Regions from separate parts of the Anser cygnoides genome. Here region 1 is linked to region 2. Evidence: chromatin contacts called from public Hi-C data. All regions are on one chromosome and are shown on one strand. Each heading gives the region's core, a stretch centred on a gene start, on an enhancer-like site or on the middle of the called end of the contact. The rest is flanking DNA. Distances are from core to core; before and after follow the strand shown.

What was found. A called contact is a pair of places that touch in the nucleus more often than the background predicts.
Region 1: a Hi-C map of liver shows a contact between it and region 2, with 16 times the contacts expected there. The contact joins two enhancer-like sites. A contact is called at or near these places in 2 of 7 Hi-C or Micro-C datasets (both in liver).

The regions. Positions count from the first base shown.
Region 1 is chr2:90,045,599-90,052,873 of Taihu_goose_T2T_genome, forward strand. GRB10 (growth factor receptor bound protein 10) reads right to left here. Exons shown (of 16, transcript XM_066992597.1): 2 at 1,928-2,021. Among named protein-coding and RNA genes, the nearest start is that of GRB10, 60 kb to the right of the region's middle. Within about 2 kb of position 5,438, at least 3 of the 3 cell types and tissues checked have open chromatin away from gene starts, as enhancers often do. A contact at or near this core is called in liver, where this site is marked.
Region 2 is chr2:89,887,018-89,893,986 of Taihu_goose_T2T_genome, forward strand. It overlaps DDC (dopa decarboxylase), which reads right to left. Exons shown (of 14, transcript XM_066992604.1): 12 at 6,273-6,371; 13 at 506-607. Among named protein-coding and RNA genes, the nearest start is that of FIGNL1, 11 kb to the left of the region's middle. Within about 2 kb of position 3,849, at least 3 of the 3 cell types and tissues checked have open chromatin away from gene starts, as enhancers often do. A contact at or near this core is called in liver, where this site is marked.

The DNA of each region.
Region 1 (7,275 bases), core at 4,188-6,687, 160 kb after region 2:
CATTAAACCAGCTTTGTTGCAGGCCTATCGGCTTTCCTTAAAACTGTTGCGAAATACAGGAATAAAAGCTTTAGATCCGCTAGTCAGTATAAGCTGAGCTCAGCAAATAATATTGTATATAACTGGAAGCAAAACTGGCCACAGTCTGTTGCAAATATCTTTATCATCAGCGTAATACACACGTACCATCAAGCATAGATAAACTTATTAAAATGCAGCCAGTGGTCCTGCAAGTTAATTCTGGATACAGCTTTACTCTTCAGTTTTTCATCTAAATCAGCGTCAGCAACGTTTTAACAGAAACTAATGGATAACACAATTTATTGTAGGAATTTTTTAAAAAGCAGAAAACTGCCACAAAACATAAAACCCCACTTTAATAATCTAGTCTAATATCGCAGCATTGGAACTAGTTCACACCATGTCACAAATGCCTCAGAAGTTCTTCATTTTACATTTTCCTATGTACTATTCATTAATGGGTTACTGTACTATGGGGCAGCTGTTAAAATAGCTGTACTCCCAAGTTATTGGACAAGAATGCATATTTGATAGACTATAAAACAGGGTAGAAGCTTGTACTTGGACTGAACAAACAAGTGGGACATGCCATAACATCACACTTACAGCCACTTCCATTTTCAAAAAGATATTGAAAGAATAGGTATCATTGCCATAAAACTTGTTGTTTCCCTTCAGCACTGGGAAAAGATGAAGTGCTACAGCCAAATGCAGCATTAGAGGCCACCACTGGACGTGCAGATTTCTTTTCTTAGCCTGTGCCACTTACATAACAGCATTTTATAGTCACAGGGGCAGGGAAGATTAAAAATGTGCTAGATACCTACTTCAGCAATAAAATCAGTAAGATTTGAGAAATACTGGATTTGACTGCTGTCAGTCACCTAACAAAAATATCAACACAGCCTGTGGCTGCAAAAGTGAACTCTACTTCAGAAACTACAAGGAAAAACATAATTGAGTCCTGTTGTAGAAACAGGCCTTTAACTGACAAGACCCCTACAAAAAGCATTCTCTGTAAAGATACCTGCTTTGAAAATTAGTTTGGACCATTTTGCCTAGACACATCTGCCCCAATGTAGCTCAGGCAGAGCCACACACCAGGGTGACCCCGTATGGATTCTTTCAGTGCTGTAACATTGTTAGGGGGAAAGAAGGACCTGAAAAGGAAGTATTGACCTGTTAGGAAGACGTCAGGCTACAAAGTTAGCACTTGGCCATCAAAATGGAATACTCCCTATCTTTTCAGTATCTATTCAGACTGCATAAGCAGCAGCCACAACTACTCTCGCTTCATCCAGCGAACTTAAACCACAGTGAATGTGTTCCCTGATAAACAGGGGACATTCACAGAAAGCTTCAGAAGTCACCCATGTAAATCTGCCCCCAGAATTTGCACATCTCAAGGCATCAGCTTTACAACATCTAGTTCAAGACTGCCTTGCCCCTGAATGAGGTGATTTCCATCACACAAAGCAAGTAAACATTCTTTTGTTGCAGGAGTAAAGAGTTGAGCCAGAGCCCTGAACCATTTTTACAGCTGGTGAAAGTTTTTAAAGTTTAATTTTAACATTGCAAAATGTTGAATTAAATTTCAGGACTCCACTCTTCCTCCCCTAAAAACAGGAGAATATTCTTTCTGCCCAGGGTAACAGTCCTAATTTGGGCTACAAGACTTCAGGTTCACCACAGGTTCTTAGCCATCTTCATCCACAGCTCACAGGATAGTTGTGATGACAAAAAACCTACATCTTCAGCTCTCCTACTCCAGCCATCCAGAATTTTTTGTTTAGTTTTTTTTTTTAACAAGAAGAACAAACTACAATGTGGAGGAAAAACTACCTCCACATCCACAGCTCGCTGGCTTTCCCCCAAGGAGACTGGATTCGTACTCATTGTTTCTTACCTTGGTGATTTAGGGAGATGCGGTTAGATGGTTCTTGGAAACCTGGTTCCACCAGATCCCGCCGACCATGAGCCGAAGTCTGCTCTACATTGTCCTGAGAAGAGAAGAGCAGAAAAATCTCATCAAAAACAGGCACTCTGTACTCCCTGTAAGCCACGCTGTGCAGAGCCAAAAACATTGATACGAGAAAAATCTCTGCCATACCTCTAAAAGGAGAAACCAATGTTGGAGAATAGGGAGGAAAAAAATAAGATTAGTGCACATAGGGGGGAGAGTAGACTGCCACATTAATACAGGCAGCATGAGTCCAGAATAAATGACTATGTTGCTGGCTGGTCTGGATGGATGTCAATTTTACATTTCAAACTGGGAAATAGCGATATAAATGCATTTCCTAGTTCAACAAAAGTTTCTTCTTGAATCAAAGTATGTGGAGGCTTGGGGCTTTGTTTTCTTTAATTCCAAGGCTGTGGCTTAGGGGTTTGTAACTAATTAACTGGACTGAAACGGATTCAGTAGTGAACTACCAAACCTCAAGAGGAACCAGAAGTTCAGTTTATCTAAACATCCATGGTTCTGGATGCCAACCTGAATTTTTTTCATACTAGAACTCTCACAAGATCAGGTTTCAAGAAGTTTTAACACAGACTGAATTTGGCTAAGTCTAAAATACCATGGTTTCTCACAGATCTTGCCAAAAGAGAAGACTAGGAGAAAGCAAGAAAATTGAAATATAAACAAAAAATAAGAAAAGCAAGACAAGTCACACTGAGTTTCATAAATATGAACATGAGAAGGAAATTAAGAGCTGGTACACAGTTTTACAAAGTTGGTATACCTCTGCATATACCAATTAAGGGCAGGTATGGAAAAACAGAAGCAAGCACATGAAGTTGGCTGCATTAACATACTACCTATAGACTATGCTACAGTGATAGACATGACTTCATACACTGTCCTACTGTGCCCAAAGTGTGAAATAAATAAATAGCATGTAAATACATAATAGCATGTCTGTCAAAGCAAAGGAACCACCTTCACGGCAAATGACAATTATGGCAGACCAATGATGTGGACTCCGCAAGCAGGACTTCAACTACGTGCAACTGCGAGCAAAGCACAACTTTTCCAGCTTATGGAATGCAATGTAACGCTCAAAATCCTAATGGACATAGCGCTTTGGGATAACAACGGTATACAGTTATACAGGATACTAAATAAAGTATACTATCTATTCTTCAGAGAGACTGCCTCAAACAGCATATCAGCGCTTTGCTTCAGGAGCCAACTGATACCTAAAAGGCTCAAGCACAACTCCTGAGTGCCTTCAGAGCCAATACCATCAGGTACCAATTCAGGAGCCCACAGGTGCTCTTAAGACAAGAACTGCCAACAGTGGCATGACTAAGGGTGGTTTTTACAAACAAATATCATATCATAGAACAGCTTGGGTTGGAAGGGACCTTAAAAGTCACCCAGTTTCAACCCCCCTGCCATAGGCAGGGAGACCTCCCATTAGATCCAAAGCCCCATCCAGCCCGGCCTTGAGCACCTCCAGGGATGGGGCATCCACAGCTTCTCTGGGCAGCCTGCTCCAGTGCCTCACCACCCTCTGAGTGAAGAACTTCTACCTTATACCTAATCTAAATCTACCCTCTTCTTGTTTAAAGCCATTACTCCTTGTCATTTCACTATCTGCCTGTGCAAAAAGTTGCTCTGTATCATTTTTATAAGCCTCCTTTAAGTATTGAAAAGCTGTAATAAGCTTACCCCAGAGCCTTCTCTTCTCCAGGCTGAACATCCCCAGCTCTCTCAGCCCTTCTTCATAGGAGAGGTGCTCCAGCCCTCTGATCTCCTGGTGGCCCTCCCCTGGATCTGCTCTAACAGCCCCACATCCTTCTTGTGCTGGGGGTCCCAGACCTGGATGCAGCACTCCAGGTGGGGCCTCATAAGGGCAGAGCAGAGGGTGACAGTCCCCTCCCTCCACCTGCTGCCCACCACTCTGTTGATGCAGCCCAGGACGCAGTTGGCCTTCTGGGCTGCAAGCACACACTGCTGGCTCATGTCGAGCTTTTTGTCCACCAGAACCCCCAAGTCCTTCTCTGCAGGGCTGCTCTCAGTGAGTTCTCCCAGTCTGTGCTCATGTGTAGGACTGCCCCGACACAGATGCAGAACTTTGCTCTTGGACTTGTTGAACCTCATTCGGTTCACCTGTGCCCACATCTCTAGCTTCTCCAGGTAGTATATCACAGAATCACAGAATCATCTAGGTTGGAAGAGACCTCCAAGATCACCTAGTCCAACCTCTGACCTAACACTAACAAGTCATGATACGATACACGTGATATCTGTCTACCTACCCCAGATACAATGGAGACCACTAAGCCTTCTGACTCTGTGTTGGCTACCTTATCCCTTCAGAGCCTCCTCAGGTATTTCAAACCTGGTACAAAGGCTGAAAGCTGAACATCCCAGGCACTAAGAATAAAGCAGAACATCCTCTCAACGCAGTTTTTCTTTGTGCACTTTTCCTGTGAAACTCACCATCTCGGATGTTTGTCAGGTCACTATAATCCTGCAGATGCCGATGCAGTTGAGCACCCTTAGATCCCCCTCCCAAAAACAAGTGCAGATGTCTAATGCACGGATGCAGTTGTGTATTACCCAATGGCTAAGAAGAGCAACAGGTCAACCCAAGAGAAGTAAAGGTTGAACAAGAAGAGCAGTTGTAAGCTATTTGTTGCACACCTAATGTGTTTACAGCTGTCCCAACACATAAAAGTCCCTACTGGAAGGGGAAGTTCCTACCCTGACGGAGTAATGGAGGCGAGATGTGGCTGAGATGCATCTTTGGGGTTTCTCACAGCACCACACACAAACTGTTAACTGGCAAGACCTTATTTCAGAGACGGAGGCTTACAGCTGGCTGCAAACCTCCAACTCTTCAATTAAAACAGATTTTTAACTAGCAATTGCCAGTAACTCACAGGAATAGCATACACCCTCTCCGGTGTAACCTTACAGCTGCACCACAAGAAGTGAGAAGCACAGGCCTTATTCACAACGCTCAAGCCAACGTCACGATATCCTGCAGCAACCTTTTCAGAGGCAGCAGCTCCAGTTGCTAAACCTGGGACGCGACACCCCTGCCTGTCTGAGAAGGTGCAAAGCCCTGCTCACGTCTGCAGAGCTTGCCTGCAACTCGAGCCAAGCGTGGAGCAAAAGGTTTCCTCGGGGCGCTAAGGGCCAGCACAGCCCCGTTGCTAAAGTACAGCGGCAGGCCTGCATAAACAAAACCACACCTGCTACAGCAATGCGGGCAGCCGAGGAAAGGTAAGCACGGCGCGATGTTAAAGAGCTCACGGTAGTTTCACATGACCCTCCAGAATCTATTTATGTCAGTTGTTCAAAGACAAACAATGGCACCTCGCCAGCTGCAGCAGCAATCAGATAGACACAGGAACAAGGTTAAAGGGAAAAAAAAAAAAAAAAGAAGTTATATAATTGCTCCGTGCCAAGCTGCCGAGGCGCAGCCCCGGCTCGGCCTTATTGTCGAGCACAAGGTCGGGGCCCTCAGCAAAGTGGGCACCTGCTTTGGCCCATCACCGTGCCCCTTGCTGAAACAGGGCTCCCAATAAGTCATGTGTTTTCTCCACGGTTTAATCCCCAGGTCCCTCTTCTCTTCCAATAAACACACTCAATATGAAATCACAGCACGTTACTTAGCTTACTGTACCATCCAGCTATTACAGTATTTTTAGAAGCCTGTTGAGGCATTAGCCCTCACTAAGTTGTTTGCATGTACTATTTTCTCTATCAGTCAGCATCTGTAACCAAGGATGATTTAATCAAGTGACTAGCAAGAGTGTTAGAATGATCTGAAGCAAGGTTTATTTTTATAGAGTCTCTTAAAGCAGTTAGCATTTTATACAGCCAAACACACTGGCATTACAGGTTAGATTTCAGTGTCCTTTTGCAAGTCTATATTTTCTGATGCAAAATGCTCCATGGCTGCATCATACCAAGAGCCAAAGTCCATTCATAGAGAGCATTATCTCTGTGTATCAGTAACCCAGACAATCTGGATTAATTTTTCAATCTATAACCAAGCCTTTCAAGGTACACTCCTTCAACTTTGACATAATGTTTGCTGCAATTTAAGCTAGCATGATAAGTGTTTCAGTTTATCAAAGAAAACACTAAATCTGGTATTTAAATCAGAGAACAGGTCAACTGTATACTACAGTAACTGCTGTCTGCACAAGTGCTCTCTAATCACTGCCTTGGCTCCAAGTGATACCGTTCCTGCCTGCAGCTTAGCTCCGTGTTTGCTTGGGATAGCATTTATCAGTACGAGACGTTTTTTGGCTGACCAGTATATTGCTGCTCCTCTCATCCTGGGTTCCTCCAGTAAAGGTTATCTCATCATTCAGGCTAATTTTACTGGTAAATAGGGCTTAGATAGGAGGAAGCAGATCCAAAGTACAAATAATAAAGTATCATCCACACTTCCCTTCTCCCCCTTCTTTGCAAAAAAGGGACCTGAATTTAGCTTAGAGTAGCTTTCTCTAGAAGTCCGGAAATCCCCCTCTCCTGAAGACTTCGACTTTTTTTTTTTTTTTTTTTTTTTTTTAAACTTAAGCAGTAGCTGGAAGTTCAAGAAATTAAGGAAGGCTACACCAGCGGTAACACAGCTTCTCGGAAGCTCCTGGGACTATGTCCAGACCGTGGATGTCCAGACCACCAAGACGACAGTCCCCGGTTTTGGATTTACTGTAGCTGTCTGCAAACCCACACAGCCATGCCCCTGAACAAAAGGTTCAATTGAGCAAGAGTCACGCATGCCCATGCCAGCAATCCCACAGCGACAAATTAAGATCATGACATACTTCTGATGTTTGTACACCGTCCAGCACAACAAAGTCAAGTCAGACATGCTGACGGGTCCCAACGCGGTTCAAGAGACTGTCAACACAGATAGGGCTCAGTTTGCACACAAGCACTCCTACAGCGACAGTAGTTCGCTGCCTACCTGGCGATGCGACTTTATCACACCAAAGTAGATGTTTTGGAACTAGCTGAGCGTAAACAGAAGATTAGCCAGGTCATTACTTGAGCCACCTTAGCTTTACTCTGTTCAGGCAACTTGTGCAAAGCACGATTAATTACTTTCTGCTAGCACAGACAGAGGAGACTACTGTGAAGTTTTCAAGCAAAAGCAATTATTAAAATTCACTCAGGAAGAGTCTACCAAGGGCTGCTAAAGCACAGACACAGCTCCTGGCTCAGAGAGCCCAGAAGCAGGAAGGGGAGACTTGTAGAAATTACACACTCTTCATATCTGCAAC
Region 2 (6,969 bases), core at 2,599-5,098:
TTTTATAAATGAAAATGTGTTCTTTAAAGAACAAAATATCCATTAGTATTCTAATCTTCATCCATGATAGATAATGTATATAAATTGTATATTTAATATACACACATATAAAATTAACTCGACAGGAAACATTTACTATGCATACATGCATCTTTAATAGATGTCTAGAGAAATATATTTAAACAACCATCTTAATCAAAGACCATTAAGCATAGAATATAACAGCCATTTTGAATTTCTGGGTAGACTAAGACCATTTGTTTGCCTATATTCTTGACTATATTCTTCCATACCCTAATATGTGTGAATTTCTCGTAAGGATTTGATTTAATTCTAAAAAAAGTGTCTTAAGTGTCTTTTTTTTAATCCACTTTGATCTACATAAATTCCCCTTACTCTCCTTAAAAATAATTACGAATATTAACTACAAAGACTATATTCTACTGCAAGTTATTGTGTTGCTATAAAACATGACAGAGGAAGTAGAAAGCCTTAGCTGCCTTACCTTCAGCCGAAAACAGACTAGTCCCAAGACAACCTCAGCACAGATCTCAAATCTTTCATCCTGAAGGACTAAATGTTCAAACTGATGCGACAGCCTGACATGCTGTGAAGAGAAAGATAGCATCTATATTGTATAAATTTGGTTTATTAAAATAAAAGATTTGCTCCTTAATCTCTTTTCTCGGTTCCCTCCTCTGATATGTGATAATATTCACGTTGCCATCTGTTTATGTTAACTTACAGCCCGTTTATGACTTTCAGAGACCATACTGACCAGTTACCATATTGGCTGCTCAGTCTGTCTTAGGCAGCACTGGTCTGTTTCTTAGTGAAACATTTTGGCACAGTTTTGTAACTTTCACAATACCATATTAATATTAAATAATTGTAATAATTCTTCTTTAGGTTTTCTACCATTCTCAGTTTTGGTTGAGACTAGCGGAAGGGAGACAGTGGGGAAAAGGGGAGATGCACAGATTCATGTAGAGAAAATGATCACAAGTCCAGTGGAAAACAAGGTGCACGGAGACACTGCTTGGAATAGTTCACGTAACACGAGAATACTGTGAGGTGGATAACTTGCTCACTCTTCTGGCCTGGGCACTCGGGACCAGTTGAAAAGAAAAGTGATGGCAGTAAAATCAAGAAAATGGACAGCATACCTCAGCCAGTCTATTTAAAAGTTACCGGGAAAAAAAAATACACTGGATATAAACCCAGAACAGTTATATCAAGGCATAGGAAACCAATGCTCTTCCAAAATCAAATAGGGAAAATACCAACAGGCATACTAACAACCTGTGAGGAACATCAGTCAGTGATGTTTGTATACATATACCACATTTTGCTTTCTCCCAAACAGAAAATAAATACCAAAGTGCTTGGAAAAAAGAACTGACATCCACATCAGGTACGTGCAGTACCTTACTCAGTCCCCCTTTACTGGTTATCACCAATTTAGTGCTCGCTACCCTAAAGAAAAAGACAACTGGGTATTAAAATTACAGTTTGTGCGGTAGCCAGTCTACATCAAAAATTATCAGCACTTTTATGCATTTACGATTGCAAACAATTTTACTAAAATGAACAGACCCCATGTCTGTTCCTTCTGTTCCACTTTGCTTTCTTACAAGTTCAAGGAAAGATACCAACAAATATAAAACACTTTGGGCCAAGGTTAGATGTGAAATATTTCATCTCACAGGAACTTCTTCCAAAAGGCAAGAAGAAAGCAGAACAAAAATTACAGGGGAAAAAAATAAAAGGAAAAGAAAAAAAAAAAAAAGAAAGAAAACCAACACATTTTGCAATCTTAATCATAGCTTTCTGATGTTTGTTTATTTCCTAAAATAGGAAAACATTGTTTATATGGAATTGTACATAGATTTGAGACATTCCTACTGGGCATACTCTTTGTAACCAGCCAATCTTCCTCTCGTTACCACTTCCTCTCTGCTGTTTGTGACATTCATTTATTACCTCCCTCTAAAATTAGACTGAAAGCTCTTTGAGTCAGGAATAAGAACAATAAAATGCCCAATTCTTTCCAAAGCATTTGAATATTCTGCCACTATAAATAGCATGGGCTTAAAACTATGAAATTTGACCAGAAGTATGTGTATACATACATATTTTTGTATGCATAAGTGCATGGGAAACTTATGTGAAATATACATGCAGGTTGTAACAGTCTTCTGCTACCTCCTCCAGCCCTCATTTCCATAGCATCAAACAAGTTATGTCTTTTACACAGCTCAGCAAAATTTCACAATGCACACACCAGCTCTTGGAAGTTAAGGCCATAAAAAAAATCCTGTTCAGTGAGATGAATGACTTTCAGTGAGACGTTCAATGACAATAGATTTCCACAACTGTTCAACCAAATGTAATCACCAACAGAAGTTAATCAAAATTTACCTGGGTGAGAACTGAATAAAGCAAAAATTTGAGATTGGCTTACTGCAAGTAGTTTGTACAAGAAAACTACAGACACTTGCTGTACACTTTCTATACCAAGTATTTCCAATTTTTTGCGCTAAAGGATTTGAAAGAAATAAAAGCAAGGAAAAATATAGCGTATTCAGTAAAACACAAATTAAAATGCTGGAAGCATTCTGTATGGAAGTCATTTTTTTCGTAGCAAGCTTTATCAAGTAGCAATAATTTGAAAAGCCACCGGGGGGCACCAAGTGTTTTAGATTTTTACAGGCAGGACTGAGAAGTAGAGAAAGGAGGAACTAACAAGTTTCACTTGCTTAGCTTTCCTCCCCCCCAGCTTTGCTTAGCACAGTGACCCAAGGCCCTGCACCTTTGAACCGTAAGCTAATATCCTGAATTGCTTTTACAAAGATTGTTGCAACCAAACATAAATAAATCCAATAAAGTTAAACGTTATTAACCCTGGAAGTTCAAACTCTGTGAAGCGTCACACCTGCCTCTCTCGACTGGAAGAGCTGTAACCCCTCTCTGGGCATGGGTACGGCAAGGGATTTTTGTGTCCCTCTATCTCAGGTAAATAACCATTGCCCTTTTGCATTGAGAAAGCAAAAAAGGGGATCTAAGTAATGTGATTATTCAGGATTAGGGGAAATGTCTTACTCATGGGAGCAGTGCACTTGTGAGGTGTTAAGATGTGGTTCTTATTTAAAAAAATCTGTATTTAAGTATGTATATGTGTGCATATACAGAAAAATAGAAGCACATATACAGATATGGGCTGTTGCATTTAAATGTTTCAATTGAGAATGGAATAGTCGGGCAACTCCTTCCAGAACTAAAACAGTTTTTGATACAAGGGAGTTTCTCAGAAGCATCAGAGTGCAATAATGTGTATATGCAAGTACACATACTTGCACAGCCTTGATCACTTCATACTTTTCTTCTACAGATTTCACCTCTCTGCCTGCTTTAGCTCACATCTCACTAGAATGAATGAAGATGCTGCAAAAAGTGTCCTCTAAACAGCCACTCGGACGATGCCACTGCCCAGCTGCAGTGCTATCTCTGGGACTGCTGTTCTGTACAGTTCCAGTTTCTTGATCTCAGCTGTTAATTGTTAATAGAATTCATTTTTGTCGGTGAGAAAGGGAGAATGTGGTACACTGATTTCTTCTGGACCTCCACAGGATTTAACTGACTCAGAATGTTCCTGGGGATTACCTACGAAAGCATTAACCTCTAAATTTCTCAGATGACTTCTGAGCTCTTTGAGATGACTTAAAAGGACAAAGAAATAATACATGGCCAAGCAGTTTACAAATGTGCCATTTACAAATGGACTTTGGGGGTTTCACATTTATACTGACTGTTTGGAATCAGTCCAGAGGACTGTTGTTGCTTTTGCCCTCTTTGTACATCTCCTCCACAGCTTTGGGACTTACCTCCAAAATTTGTATTTTTCTCTCCCCACATCCTTCTGAGATGACCGCCCTCCCCTTTACCACTGCTCTAAAACCTATACTTTGCAATAGGTTAATATTACATGTTGTGTGGGAAGAAAGTGCATAACTGGAAGGTTTGGAAAACAAAAAAGTTACTATATCTAAATCAAAGTCACTCATTCTCATCTCCTAGGAATATTTTGGTTCCTAAATGCCTGTCTCAGTACAAGCAAATACCAAGCTGCGGTGGTTATCCGGTCATTTTGATGCAGACCTTAAAGGTTGCAACATAATAAACAACCTTTTTTTTTTTTTTTCTAAACGTTACTACTAAAAGAAAAAAAAAAAAAGAAAAAAAAAAGAACAAACTTTGAACTGAAAGAGGTAGAAATGTTTGTTTGTTTTGAAACAGGTTTGAAGCCCACTGAATTTAATCAGTACAGTTTAATGAGTAATCCGGGCAGGGGGTGAGGAGGAACTAACTTAATGGTTCCAGTTTGGTGGATCAGTCAGGCACTGGAACGGGTTGCCCAGGGAGGTGGTGGTGTCACCGCCCCTGGGAGTGTTTAAGGAAAGGTTGGACCTGGTGCTTGGGGACATGGTTTAGTGGGTGATAGTGGTGGTGGGGGGATGGTTGGACCAGATGATCTTGGAGGTCTTTTCCAACCTTTATGATTCTGTGACTCTGTAATTATACATTGAGTCAAATTCTGCACTTAATTACCCTTAATATTTTTCCAAAGTTGCAAACGTAAGGTCATAACTTTTTTTCCTCTGTGTACCAGGGAACACTTTAGTCTTTAATGAACTATTAAACACACGCACAATTCAAGGAGGCCTTGGAAATCTAGTTTTCCGAATTATCTTTGCAAATAAGGGAACATAAGAGGGTTCCAACTTTAGAGTCAGTATCTTTAGGAAAGGATTGATTTGCTTTGCCTTACCAAACTGTGTTGTCATAGAAAATACAAAACCAGCTACGGTAATGGGAAGACAAGCACTTTTTGGCTGGACAGCCAGGGAAATGTCTGGGAGACAGGGAATGAGAGAACTGTGAAGCATCTTGTTGAACGTGAATACTGAATTGTGGAAACCTGCCTGAGAAAGGCCGTGTCATCAACATGGGGCTTCCAATCCTCTGTTTTCCCAGTGAGGGATTTAGCCCTACTTAAAACCTTGGCATCATTCTGAAATAACTGTCGTCTCCAGAAATCTAACCTGAGAGAGCAAAGCTCTAGAAACTGTAATGGCAGTCTAGTAAAGCAGTAACAAACCATGCATCATTTTTTTCATTGGAAGGGCATCTATCAAATTGCCATAAGGATAATAAAGCATCAGGATTGCTGTTGTTCTCAAAATTTGCTTCTGAGAGCCTTATTAAAACTAAAAATATAATTTAAAACCCTGTAGAGTTGGTCAAAAAATATTGTGATAAAAATGAGAAGCAAAAAGGGTACCCTCCTCCACCCCAGAACCTTTCCAAACTGGAAGAGATTTATTCATGCAGCTGTTTTACAATGGCAGAAGAAGCCCTTCTTAGGCCTTCATCTGTTTAGTACCACAACAGAAAGGAATGCATGCCTGCAGAGGGTTTGGTATACTAGACCAGAGTCTAAGCTAATGGATATTTTTGTAAATATTTAGAGCGAAGTCATGGAGCTCCCCTCATTATAAGTTTCCCTAAACTTCATAAAAAGGAAAGGCATGCTTGAATTTGATTTTACTGCTGCAGAGGAAGTATATATATATCATTTAGACTGCTGCCAGGTGTGTTTTTTAGTGATTAAATAACCCATCTTTTTTACATTAAGAATAAACTTAGTGCTTACTCACAGCAATGTTAACAAACTGTAAATTGTACACATCGTTTTTTAAAAAATGTGTATTTTAAACAGGAAACAGAGAAAGCAGAAATTATCGCTTCAAGGGTAGGTGGACAATAAGGTACTGTATCATAAATGTAGCCCAACAACATTAATCATAATCTAAACATGCCATCAATGCATCTGCATTAGGGAAATAAAGAGATAATGAATGCTTCATGGTTTTTCTCCCGGAAAAAATAAATAATAAAAATTTAAAAACTAATGCACTCTGGCTTAATTTGAGAGGGGCCTACAGTCCTGCATTGTATAAATTCCAAATTCCTACGCTTGTCTTCTCTAAAGGTTAATACAAAATGGATGACAGCTGAGATCCTGCCATGATATGGAATCATGACACGACATGGGGCAAAAAGCAGTACTCCTATTGACTCGAGCTTTCTGAAGGCCGTCACCTCTGCTTTCTAATGTGTGCAGAAGCTGTGGGCAATGGATGGGGGTAAGTAAAGCTCATTTTCCCTTACCATCCCACCACAGACTACCCAAGAAAGCAAATCTGTGTTACCTTGCGGATGTGCTCCTGCAGTCCCGTGACCCCGTACATCCTCAGCACGAACCAGAGCTTCAGGGAGCGGAACCTCCTCCCCAGGGGGATCTGCCAGTGCTGCAAGCCGGAGAGAAGGCAGAGCACCCATGTTAGAAGTCAGCTTTGCAGTGATACTGCAGAAATGGTATGTGCTGCAGCGATTTTAAGCATAACACATTTCCAGATCCTAGAGGCCATAGCTAGAGGTGGGCCAAATAATAACAAAAATGTCTATTTTTGGGTAATGCTCTGATATGACTCTTCATACTCAAATTTTTCAAATGAAAAGTGGAAAAGAAGGTTGGTGTCAGAATGGAAAGGTCACAAGGCAAACCAAATTGTCTTTTTGCATCCCAAATTCTCCTCAAAGGTTTTGGAAAAATGAGTATCATACATTGGCTTATGTACAGTTGTGGGGCCAGCATCTATTATGATTGGCCCATTTTCCATTTCAAAAGAAAAATGTTTATATTGTCAAAGTTAAAACACACACTTTTAGAAGTATATATTATTAACTATTTTAAGAAAAACGATCTTTAGGAAATCATCTTTAAGAAATCTTCTACTGCTTAAATCTTAAAATATTACTTATGCAAGACTCATCCTGCCTCTAAACATTTCTCCCCCCCCCCCCCCCCCCCAAAAAAAAAAAAACAGAGTTTAAAGTTTCACCTTG